Regions from separate parts of the Rattus norvegicus genome. Here region 2 is linked to region 1. The links are chromatin contacts, called in public Hi-C maps. All regions are on one chromosome and are shown on one strand. The core of a region is the stretch at or near the end of the contact, and the rest is flanking DNA. Distances in the headings are between cores, read along the strand shown.

Region 1 (6,194 bases), core at 1,277-3,776:
GCACATGTGGCCTTTACTGAGCAAATAGCAACTTCTTGCCTGGATACATTTTTAGTATTGCATGCAAGTGCTTTTGAAAGTCGCGTGTGGGCCATCAAGGTTACTCGACAGATGAGGACTCAACCTCTGGAACTCGTGGTAGAAGGAGAGAACTGCCTTCAGCAAGTTGCTCTCTTCTCTGTGTGTCGTCCATCAGAAGAAGACAAATAAATGGCTCATCTGTCTTTAAGACACTCGTTAGGAAGATGGCTCAGTCAGTAAGGTGCCTGCCGCTCAATGATGAGGACCAGGATCTCTAGCACCAATTATGCCGTGGTTGGCACAGTGCCTGTAACCCCAGAACTGGAGATACAGGCTTGTAGGCCACTGAAGCTCATCATCAACCTGTTGACGACTCAGTTCACTGAGAGACTGTCTCAACAAATATGATGGAGAATGGATAAAAAGGCAGTCAATGTCAACTTATAGCCTACACACAGACACATAGATACTCCGACACATACACACACACACACACACACACACACACACACACACACACACACAGGGAGGTGTTTGGGAAAGCTGTGTATACAGAGTTACTAGTATTGCTCCCTTCTGATAATAAGAATAATACATATTCTTATAAATATTATCTATGACCCATTAGTACTATTACCATTTTGATGAATTTCCTTTATTTAACTCTCATTTATTTGTATTAAATCCAAATTGGATCCCAACAAAATTTGTAGACATTATTTCTTTAACTTAGTATTGCATTATCAGTTTTTTTCCCACTTGAAATGGACTCACAACCGGTCCAAGATTACTTCTCATGACACTTACATGAAGGAAGTCTCTAATAAGTTTACAATGAAGGAGTTTTGTTGTGGTCTAAACATAGTCCTAAATATCTGTGAGCAGAACCATCAAGAGTGTATCCTGAACCGCTGTGGTAGAGAGCCCCAAGATTGCTCTGCAATCAGCATTCAGCTGTGTAAGAATGTACAAGAAGGTGCCACATATGAATGGGAAAGTGTGCCCTCAAAATACACTGTCCCAAAGAGTGTCTTGATTTTCCGAGCTTTGGAACTGTGAGAAATATGTCTTGTTGTTTGTAGGCTACCTCGATCATGAATGGCAGCCCAACTGAAGAAATGAGAGTCACAGCCTGGTCACAGTGAGGTACCCATTCACAGTCACGCTGTCTGGTGTGTCTGTGGTTTGGTGACAATAGTGTAAGCTGACTCATCCAGCTATGGGGAGGGAAGAGAACAGTTTTATGGAGCTAAAAGATTTATAGAGACCAAACAAGGCCAAAAATGGCTTTAGTGCATCATTAGTTTGAATTTAGATTTTACTGTGATAGACATGGTTTAGTTTTTAACAAATAGAGAACATACTCTCAGGAACTGAGTCCAATGCACCCTCCCTCCGTCAGCTCAGGCTGATCCCTCTCACTCTCCTCTGTCTCCCAGTACCATGGGCGCAAGCCTGAGAGTGCCTCTGGGTAGGAATGTGTCTATGTGGTTTTCCGGTTGTCTCAGCAGACAGAATTAGAGGATATCATAATGGTAGAGGTATCTTAAAATAAGCTGCATTTCTTTCTGATATAAAGATGGTTGTACCCCAGTGGAGCTGACTCTGGAGATGTGAGTCCAGACACAAGGGCCTGAGGGCAGGGGAGCTGACCCTGCCTCCTGCAGATGGCAGCACTGGGTGGCCTAGCCAGAGCAGTGCCGCGCTGATCAGCTTGGCCGCCACCCAGGCCCAGATCCAGGGCTCTGAGTTGGCCTATCCCAAAATCTATATCAGCTACAAATGGTCCATCCTGTGGTTCCAAAGCTGCAGGATCTCCATGACCCAAGGCATGACCCGGAGCAGTCCTGGTGAGGATACAACATTGAAGGTAGCACAGAAACCAGGGATCTCAGACCAGACTGATGCTTCTTGGCAATGAACATTTGCAAGTGAAGGTGTGTGGACAGAGGGCTGCACTGTGGGACACACTGACACACTACAGCTTCCACGATGAGAAGCTTTCATGCTTTGTTGTTGCTGTTGTTGTTTGTTTATCTGTGTTTGTTTTATTGGGGGGGAGGTTGCAAGGGTGGATGTGAGGGGATGGGGAGATGAACGGGGCTGGGTTACATGCCGTGAAACTCACGAGGAACCAATACAAGGCTTTTTAAAAGTCTTGTACAAAACCAAGTCAAATAACCTTTTTTTCCCCTGCGTTCTGTAGCAAGAGTGTCTCTTGGCCACTTAGTGTTTAGTCATGTAGACTTTTGGTCTATGTTCACGTTCTTATTGATCCAGTTTTATTGACTACTGTAGATGGCCAGCTATCTTAGCTCACAGAATATTTTGGAGTTAATTTTATATTCAGTTTTCTTTTGGTTGATTGGTGATTCAGTAATGCATTCCAGGAGTCAAATTCCTAAGGCAGTAAGCAGAATGGCGTCCCATGGGGCAGTGCCTTGCCCATTTCTCCTAGCACAGTCCCCTCTGGGGGCAATGATTGCTGTCCATCTTCTCTGAGACTGAACGCATCTAGCCACGCCCCTCAGCACAGAAGCAAGCTGCAGCGTCGCTGAGCCCATAGGAAGAGCAGGTCTCCCAGCTATCCAATCTCTGTTCTCTTACAGCAATTACCCCAGCAAGGGAGCCTCCTCTAGCTACTCAGGGTCTACTCCATAATGAAAGATTCATCCTCTTAGAGGGTTTTATCATACTTCAGTCTGCCCGCCTTAGTGCTTCAGATAATTGTAGCCATATAGCATGTATCTTTGTGTTTTTGCCTTCTTTTGCTCAAATGTTTATGATTTATAAAGTTTATCAAATGCTTTTCCCCTGAACATATTGAGATCATATGTTGATCATTTTTTAAAACATTAATCCAACCTTGTTTCCCAGAATGAATGTATTCGATTTGTGTGTGTGTGTGTGTGTGTGTGTGTGTGTGTGTGTGTGTGTGTGTGTGTGTACTGGATTCATTTGGATGATATATTTCTGATTTATCTCTATACCTCTGTTCTTTTCTTTCTGAAAGCCTGGATTTTCTCCACCATCCCTCTTTCTTGGTGGGCTCTGAGCTTACATTTCTTTCTCCCTCTAGCTTTGGAGTCTATTTGAACTTTGTTTCAATATCCCCACCTCCAGTTATGCTCCTACATCTGTATGAGAAGATAGTGACAGTGCCTTCCCTCTGAGTTCCACTCTGTGTGGGCTCTTAGACTCTGATTCCCCTCTGTGCTGGAAACGGCTCTTGGATGCCTTCGGACTGATTTTTCCTTTCTAGCTTTCTAGTTTTTCTTAGTGTGGTAGCTGGTGTCCAAAAGCTAGTCTGCCATCACCAGAAGTAAAAACAATGCAAAAATGGAAAGCTGATACTGTCAGAGTGCCACAGTATTGTCCTCATTCAGTCCATGCCTCTGGGAGGAGCAAAGGCCCACAAATCCTACAAGCCCTCTGGCTGGGAAGACACTGGAATGATCTTTCCTCAACTGCTTTGTGCCTGAGGCCAGATCCTTCCTTCTGCGGTCACTCAGTTACTCAGGAAATGAGGAACTCTATTCACAACTTCTCTGTTCCCACACTAGAGCCCATCCGCCACTGAATCATGCCTTTTGTAGTTTCCCTGGTGGTTTCTCTTTAATAAATTTTTTCACTTCATTTCAGCCTTATCGCTTTTGCTTGGGCCCAACCGTGGTAGCTGTTTGCAGTATTGAAAAGACTCCTTTCCAACTCCTTATCAAAACAAGGAAAGGGCTTTCTAAACTGTGAGCAGACCTCAGCCTTCAGCACCGAGTTTAAATCCAACAGCAGCTCTCTGCAGCTCGCTGCAGCCCTCTGTACAGCACTGCACATATTGCACACACCCTTGCAGAATATGCTGCGGCCAGGCAATCTGTGCTGTGGGTACCGAGAGAGTCCTGTCTTTGCTCAGGGGCTGCCCCTTTCTGACATGTGAGTAGAACAAAGGATGACCTTTTTAGACTTGTTTCTTCTACAATAAGAGGAAAGTGACTCAGAGGATTTCCAGTTCAGGGGACTTTGTGACTCTGAGCCATTGGCTTAAACTAGGACGTATCCTTGTAAGAACCAAGCTCGTGTCTACAATACCTGTACTAGAGTGCAAGCATAGCATACAGTGATATTGTTCTGGTTTGACTTTTGCTGCTGTGACAAAGACACTGACCAAAGGTAGCTTAGTGATTTACTCACACCCACAGTTCAGATCAGAGTCCATCATGTGGGAAGTCGAGGCAGGAACTCCACAGCAGGTGTCCTTCTAGTGCAGGGAGCTTCATCTCCAAACAAGAAGTTTATTGCGCAGGCAAAGAGGCAGAGAGAAAGAAGCCAGCTTCCACCAGCTTTCTTACACAGCTCAGGACGGCCTGCTGGGACGGGCTTCTCCTCCTCTCCAGCTTACAGGCCTCACAGTCGGCAGCTTCTCTCCTCGGTGCTTTTCCTGCCAGCCCCTGTGACTCTCTCTTATTTTTTATGAGGCTGACACCCTGTCTACTTGGCCAAGCAGGCAACCTACTTTTTGGAACTTCCATTAACCCGCTTCTCTGTCTTCTGAGTTAGGTGGTGCAGTTCCCCTTCCTGTCCTTGGGTCTCAGCAGGTGGCACTGAGCTCCTCAAACTGCATTACACATTCAACTCTTCATCTCTAAAGTCCCAGAGGACTTTACAATGTTCTTCTCATCTTTAAATTTCGCAGAAATATAGAGTTTAGAACATTGAACTAATTAATTTATATTTAAATGAATGCATGCTTCATATTGAATGCTACTCAAAAAATTGAATTTTCTTATAAAGATCTTAAAAGTATTAGTCTTGTATCAAAAGCACCAAATACTTATGTACACAGACACACAGACACACAGACACACACACACACACACACACACACACACACAGAGAGAGAGAGAGAGAGAGAGAGAGAGAGAGAGAATCCCTAATTTGAAAAATTTAAACATGAAATATTTCAAAGAGTGAAACTTTTGAGTGCCAACATTTTGTCAGAAGTGGAAAATCCTACACTACACTTGACCTCACATGATGATTGCAATAAAAACATGGGTATGGTAAAAGTAATGTATATGATTACCTCTGAGCTATGCATACAAGGTGCACATGAAACAGGTGAATTTCATGTTTAGATTCAGGTCTTGTCCCCAAAATATCTTATTGTGCACATATGAATATCCCAAAATCCAAAAGACTCTGCAGACCAAGGCACTTCTAGTCTAATGCATTTTAGAGAATGAAAACTCAATGTACATAAATATTTTGGGTATGGCAGGCTTACAGAAAATTATATTTAGATATTTCTTAGATTCCATAAGGAATATGTAACTTCTCAACTATGCATAACTTTTTCCAGACTGATGTCAGTACTTGGTTCTGGTTAGAAAATCCTGTCTTGATTTTGCCATCTTTCTTCTTTTGAGCTAGCAAGAGCTGACAGCTATTTAAATAAAAATTAAAAATAGTGCATGTCCTGTTTGTTCCTGCCAGAATGTTAAGTGACCATGACCACAGAACTGAAATTGTGCTCTATCTCTGTCTTCCTCCCTCCCTCCTCCCTCTTTCTTCCCTCCCTCCTCCCTCCCTCATTCCCTCCCTCCCTCCTTTCCATTGTTAATTTGAATTTAGATCACCCTGTGATAGACACAGTTTAGTGTTTAGCAGAGAGTGGGAAACACTCTCAGGAACTGAGCCCAAAGCTCTCTCCCTCCATCAACTCAGGTTGACCCTTCTCACTCTCCTTGTCTCTCAGTATCATCAGCACAAGGGTGATAAAATGTGCTTCTTGCCAGGAAGCTGTCTATGTGGTTTCCCAGCTGTTTCAATACAGAGTGTTAGTGCATAGAAACATCGTCTATGTATCCTAAATATGTGATTTTTTCCCTCATATAACAGTCAACAGTCAAGTAACATTTTCACATTCTATAGTGAGGACTTCAATTGCCTACCTAGTGTAGATGGATGGGAGGTAAAGAGACGATTGAGATGACATATCTATATTCCACATCTATATCATCTATATCTACTGATAGGCTGGCAGAAAGGAGGAAAGTGACAATAAAGACATTAAGAAATGTCCTAGCTATCTAGATGCTACTACTGCTTCTATAGCAGATAGACTTTCCTTTTCCTTACTTGGGAAAGATTTTCAAATAATTCAGAAGTTAAAAGTG
Region 2 (6,194 bases), core at 1,010-3,509, 48 kb after region 1:
CCTGGCGGTCTCACTTTGGCTAGTTCTGGTTCCAGTTGGCCATTGGAACTAGCACTAATTTATCTCAGCGGCTCCACACTGCCCCCGAGTACTCGCTGACCCAGGCAGCAATCTCTCTACCCATCTAGTTCCCAGGGCAGGTTGTTACCACACCAGGCTTACACATCCCAATTTCATGTGGGCTCTGTGCATCCTGCCACCATACACTCTCTTAAACTCAATTAAGTTGCTACATAAAAGAACACATCACACAACATCTTCTGATCCAAATGATAAGATATAATTTGCCCATCTAGACAACACAAAATCCTGTACACATCCATCCCTTAACATTAGTCACAACAGCCTGTAACTATACACAGAGAAGAATCTTAGCATCTGTCACCATGTTCTCTCAACTCCTCCTCACTCTGCCTCTCTCTCACATCTTCTCCATCCCTTTTAAAACCTCTTTTCCCACCTCCCTTCCTTCTCGTCCAATGACAGGACTCGTTTTATCTTGTCTGCCTTCACCTGCCTAATGACATCAACCTACACCTCTGTTGTCTTTTTATGAATGGTGATTGTTGAACATTCTCAGGCAAGGCACTGTTACAGTCCAGTGCATGCGGCCCTTTTGAAAGAAAAGTTAAGTCCATAAAATAAAATTAGCATAAACATATAATAGTTATGTCTTAAATAATTGTCACCATACACCAAGTATCTATGTATCTGGTCCTCATCACAATCCTGGCATTAATTCAAAGTAGGGTTAATTAATGTGGATAAAAATACAGACGGGGAGACAGGGGCTGAGAGGCACCAGGCAATCTTCTCCGGAGCCCGCACTACTGACTTGATCAAATTCTCAGAGTTGTCAGTACAGAGTTAGACCTCGAATGAGAGCCAGCCATACCTGAGCAGTGTGCAGCACGGCTCCCACATGGCCATAAGAGAAGCCATAGCGGCCTTGCTGGGGACCAGCATGGAGTCAACATCAGGGGCTGCTGTGATGCAGAGCAGGAAGTGGGATCCTGTCAGAGAAGCGAACGTGATCTAGCAAAGGATTCTAGGCCTGGCTCAGCTACCAAAGGCTCTGGGGCCATTTTCCCATTGTCACTCTCTGGTCCCTCTGAGCCTCACAAAGCAGAAGGCAGAGGATGTGCTAATAACCAGTTAACAGGAGGGACTAGTAGACCATGGTGGGATTCTCAGGAACCCTCAGATTCCCTGTCACTCACCATTGTGTCTTTACACTTACCTTATTGATAGGAAAGATTTCTTTGTAGTATACTTTTATATTTGCTCCTTTGAAACCCATTTTTGTTTATTTTTGAGATTATAATTTAATTACTCTTTTCTGTTATTTCTTCCAAGCCTCCTATATACCCCTTCCCGCTCTCCTTCAGATTAATGGTCTCTTTTTTGCATGCATATTTGTGTGTGTTTATGTGTGTCTGTGTATGTTTGTGTGTATATACATATATATTCCTAAATATAATCCTTTGGGTCCATGTATTGTCACTTGTATCTATGATTTCAGGGCTCACTGTTTGGGACTGGGTAACCAATCGGTGTGTTCATCCCTGGCGGGGAGCACCTGCTCCCAGTATTACTCAGTTGCCTGTAGCTCTTTGTGTAAGGTTGAGGCCTCATTGGCTTTTCCCCATCCATTTGGAAACTCATTCTTTTATTAGACATGTTTTAGGGACATAGACTTTAATATCCATTAGGTCTCCCCCCCATCCCTGGACCCTGTCTTGGGTCCTGACCTTGGTAACTTACAGGCTTAGATCTTTTAAGAAGTTCTCATTCATACATAAACAAGAGTAGGCATATTTGTTAAGTAATATTTTAAAAACCAAGAGTCAGGTTGCAACCTGTCCTTCATAGATAGAAGCTCCTTTCTCTTTGTTATTATTATTTCCTGATATCTCTAGGAAGTTTGGGGGGGGTACCAACTCCTCATGACTTACCAGGAATCTATGGGATAGGTAAATTGATTGAGAGTTTCCGGGGTGCCCACGGCTCTGCTCCATGAGCTTTCAACATAGAATTAAGAGGGAGCAGTTAAACCAAGCCACTGAAGCTGTTCATTTTTTCTGATAAAGGCATGAAATAGAATAAAAACAGTGAGGAGAAATTAGAGAAGGGAGTGCCTGAAGCAAATGGACTTTAACATAGGTTAAAATTTAACATGATATCTAGACCCATAACTAACACGAGTGCATGAGCCGTATCCCAAAGGGCAAGTCTTGCCTAAGCCCGTTTATTTATACTGTGGTTCTGTTTACTGGTTTACTTTATTTTGTTCTATTTCTTCTTAGAATTACTGAACAGTCATACCTAGGGCCTCTTACAGGCCAGGCTAGGCTAAGCAATCAAACCCAGAGCCTCTTACATGCTGGGCTAGGCTAAGCAATCGAACCCAGGGTCTCTTACACAGTAAGCTAGTACTCCACCACTCGGTTACATGCCTAGGCTGTTTGTAAAGTAATGTTTTATGGGAACACAGTCATGCTTTTTTTCTGTGGATGTTCTGCCTCATAACGATAGACTTGAAGAGTTGTGACAGGAAATATGCAGCCTGCAAAGAATGAAGTACTTCCTTTCTGGCTGTCAGTGGAGCCAAGTTCCTGGCCTCTGCCCTTGATTGAGGACCAAAGGAGGAAACTCGTTTCTGAGTAGCAAATATTAGATGCCAGGCTCTGCAGTAGGTCTCCTCCTGTAATTTATACAACAACCCTATTGAAGACTTGTCCCGTTCTGCAGATGATGAATCTGAGGATCAAATGGGCTGAAGGTCACATGGTTGCTAACTCTAAGGGCTAGAATCCGAGTGAGATGCTAGACAGGACTTGATCTGTGAGAGACACTGAAATGCCACGGAATTCAGACTGTAATCATATGAATAGATAAAAATCGATTTATCAGGCCCGCAGAAGCACTTCTGGGTTAGTAAGTGGGCACTGGGAACTCTTCATAATGACTGTGTGGGAAACAGCCACTTGTCTAAAGTGGGAAATTCTTGGATCTATCGAAAGAGCCGAGTAACGCCTAGGAGGGCTTCGGGATGCAGCACTGGGTGGTGCCACCTCAGATAAGACTTGTGTGACACACTGGGTCTTCTTTCACACTCTGGGTTTTTGGCTAACACTGTCCTGGAAAGCGACACCATTCGGTCGGAGTCAGTGACACTAAGCTGACTGACGCATGCCCATCTCTCCACAGAGATAAAGTGTCTCCCAACACCAGATGGCGGTATCTGGCTACAGTTAAATGGCTCAGCTGTTGCTGTGTTTCCTTCTCAGAGACATATACACCACGTTTAAGAATTTGCTGCCAGCTGGGGATGTCGCTGCTCGTAAATTATTTTGGATTCAGTGCAGTACAGACTTAGTTCAGACCTTGCTCTTGGTAACTGGGTTGGACGAAATTGTCATCCTGTCTGCACAACGAAGCTGTCCTTGTGCTCAGAGATGAAGCTGAGAAGGCCTGGGTTGAGTGTGGAGGGCGGATTAAAGTGACACTGGTTTTGACAATCTTCCCATGGTAAAATGGGTACAGACAGGCCCCGTCTTTTCAGACTTCATTCCGGTTACGTGCTGACACCTCCATGATCACACTCTGACAGTGGTCTTTCTTCCCTGTTTTTCCTTCATTGTGGTTACCAAAACTGACATAATAAAGCTTGCCATTTTAACCATTTGAGGTGTACAGTTCATTAGTGCGGGGTATTCACATTCTTGTGAAACAGCTTTTCAGGACTCTTGCCAGTGGTTCTCAACCTTAACGCTATGGCTGGCCCTTTAATACACTTCCTCACATTGTTGTGACCTCCAGTCACACAATTATTTCTGTTGCTACTCCATTACTATAGTTTTGCTACTGTAGTAAATCATAATGCAAATACCTATGTTTTCTAATGGTCATACACCCCTGTGAAAATGTTGTTCGACCCTGCATGGTGCATGGGTTGAGAACTACTATTCTATGCCATTAAACAATGACTCCCTTCGTCTCAGCCCCTGGCCTCTGATTTTAAGTACGCTGGCAGCGGCATCTGCATAGAATGATGCCATGTCTTTCCTGTGACTGATTTATTTCACTCAGCACAAGTCAAATCCAAGTTTTGTTCATGCTGTCTACCCATATGACCCCCATAGTATGAACCACAGTTGCATCTCCTTATTCAGAGCAAGAATAAGTCATAATATCATAACATAATATAATATGGTGACATATACAATGATTCACTGGATGCCACACACCCAGATTTTCCTCTGACTTAAACTGGCTTCTCTCACCGTCTTTGTGACCAGGTACCTGATGAAGTAGCTTAAGGGAGTGCATGCAGTTAGAAGGGACACAGTCCATCATGACAGGGAAGGCATGACCACAGACAGCTTCATGACAGGCTGACGTGGCTGGGACTCTCCACTTTGCAGCAGAACTGGAAACAGAGGCTAGACTGGAAACTGGATGGGTAAAACTATGTCAACCTCAGGGTCACCCCCAGAAACTCATTTCCTGCAACAAATCACCTCCTAAAAGTTCCATGACCACAATAGCAAATGGCTGGGGAGCACATGTCCAAGTGTGTGAGCATGTGGGGGCCATTTCACATACAAATGGTGAAAGTACCCCACTGGTCCTGTTAGGTAGAGCATGAGAACCACTCACTCTTCCTCCCACAGGGCCCCCCCCCTTGTCTCTACATTTGCTCTCTTTCCACCTTTTCTCTCATTACTACTTCTTTTCTCTTCTGGACCTTGTGTTCACTCTAGCTCCTGAGAAAGAAAAAGTGAAAGGCAGCCTGTTTTCTTCTGTGGACATGCATGTCTGACACATTACTTCTCACATGCCACTGGTCCGGGTCACCAGGGAGCTTCCAAAATGAACCGGTGTGTTATTACTACAGCTATGTCTTGCTGTAGCTGCTTGTTGGAACAGCTTGGTAGAAGGAGGGCACTATGAAGTTAGAAGAAAAGGGGCCAGAGAGGGAATCTGAATGTCAAACGTCTGTACAGCAAAGCTAGGAAATGAATCTGTTTAATGAATGCATAAATGAGTGAATGAATGATTGAATGTTTCGTTAAGTGTGAGCTTCTTCTAGACTAGGGTTGCAAACCAATGATCTAAGGGACCAGGTGGATGGTGTAAATGAGCCGTGTAGGATTGTATAAATGAGGGACAGTGGGCTGATTCAACTGGAGCCCACACAAGGCGTCTAAAGGACAACACCTCTCTGCTTCAGATGGCATTTGCATAGGAATGTGGCTTTGTGTGACAAGAGATTTAAAAGTAAGTAGGAAACCTACATTTTATGTGAAAGCTCCCAATTCTAAAATTTGGATCCAAGCGGTTTTAAAATAGACCCAACAAACATACTCATGGCAAAGATTTGGCTTCAAGTTACTAATCTGCAATCTTTTTTCTTAAATCTGCAATCTTTAATGGGAGACTAACTATGGTTTTTAAGCATATAGGATTGGCAGCTTCCAAACATTGAGTTGACTCTCGTCTGGGGTCATGCCTCTAAACCAGGGTGATTTTCAGCTGTGACTGCTCATTAGAACTGCTAGAGGTCATTCCAAACATCCCAGTCTCAAACTTTACCCCAGAGCAAGTCAGGATCTATTGTTTATCGCTTTATAAACTCTTCAAGTAGGTCTGGCAAGATGGCTCTGTTCATAAAGGTGCTTGCTGTGCAAGCCTAGAGACCCGAGTTTGATCCCCAGGACCCACTATAGGAAAATGGAGAGAATCAACTCCACAACTGCTCTGACTGCTATACTCGTGATATGGCAACACATATGCACACGATAATAAAAATTATTAAAGTTCTTCAAGCAGTTGCAATATTCAATTAAATTGGACAATAATCTTTTAGGGCTAATTTCGAAGGGTTTTGCAATAGGCTGCTTATGTTACTACAGAACTGTGGATCCATGAAGATGATTCATTATGTTTCTGCGTCTGTCTTACAATAAGAAAGAGGAGAAAAGGCTGGTTTCAAATTTCAAGTTGAAATTTGGGGGCTGGGAGAAGTAAAAATTTAATAAACGGTTCAGAGGGACCACATCAAGTTAGGTTACGCAGTAAATCTTAAATGCCAACGCTGTGGCCATAATCCGAGTTGAGAATTCTAAATCAACACAATGCTTTTAAAGATAAGCCCACAGAAGTCTCTTTAGGGATAATAACAAGTCTTC

The links. A called contact is a pair of places that touch in the nucleus more often than the background predicts.
Region 2: a Hi-C map of liver shows a contact between it and region 1, with 4 times the contacts expected there. The contact joins two enhancer-like sites. A contact is called at or near these places in 11 of 12 Hi-C or Micro-C datasets (the A7r5 cell line, the Rat2 cell line, Schwann cells and 6 more).

What each region holds. Positions count from the first base shown.
Region 1 is chr6:76,065,650-76,071,843 of GRCr8, forward strand. All of the region lies in intron 2 of Akap6 (A-kinase anchoring protein 6), which reads left to right. Among named protein-coding and RNA genes, the nearest start is that of Akap6, 150 kb to the left of the region's middle. Within about 2 kb of position 2,527, at least 20 of the 93 cell types and tissues checked have an H3K27ac peak or open chromatin away from gene starts, as enhancers often do. A contact at or near this core is called in liver, where this site is marked.
Region 2 is chr6:76,113,877-76,120,070 of GRCr8, forward strand. All of the region lies in intron 4 of Akap6 (A-kinase anchoring protein 6), which reads left to right. Among named protein-coding and RNA genes, the nearest start is that of Akap6, 200 kb to the left of the region's middle. Within about 2 kb of position 2,260, at least 8 of the 93 cell types and tissues checked have an H3K27ac peak or open chromatin away from gene starts, as enhancers often do. A contact at or near this core is called in liver, where this site is marked.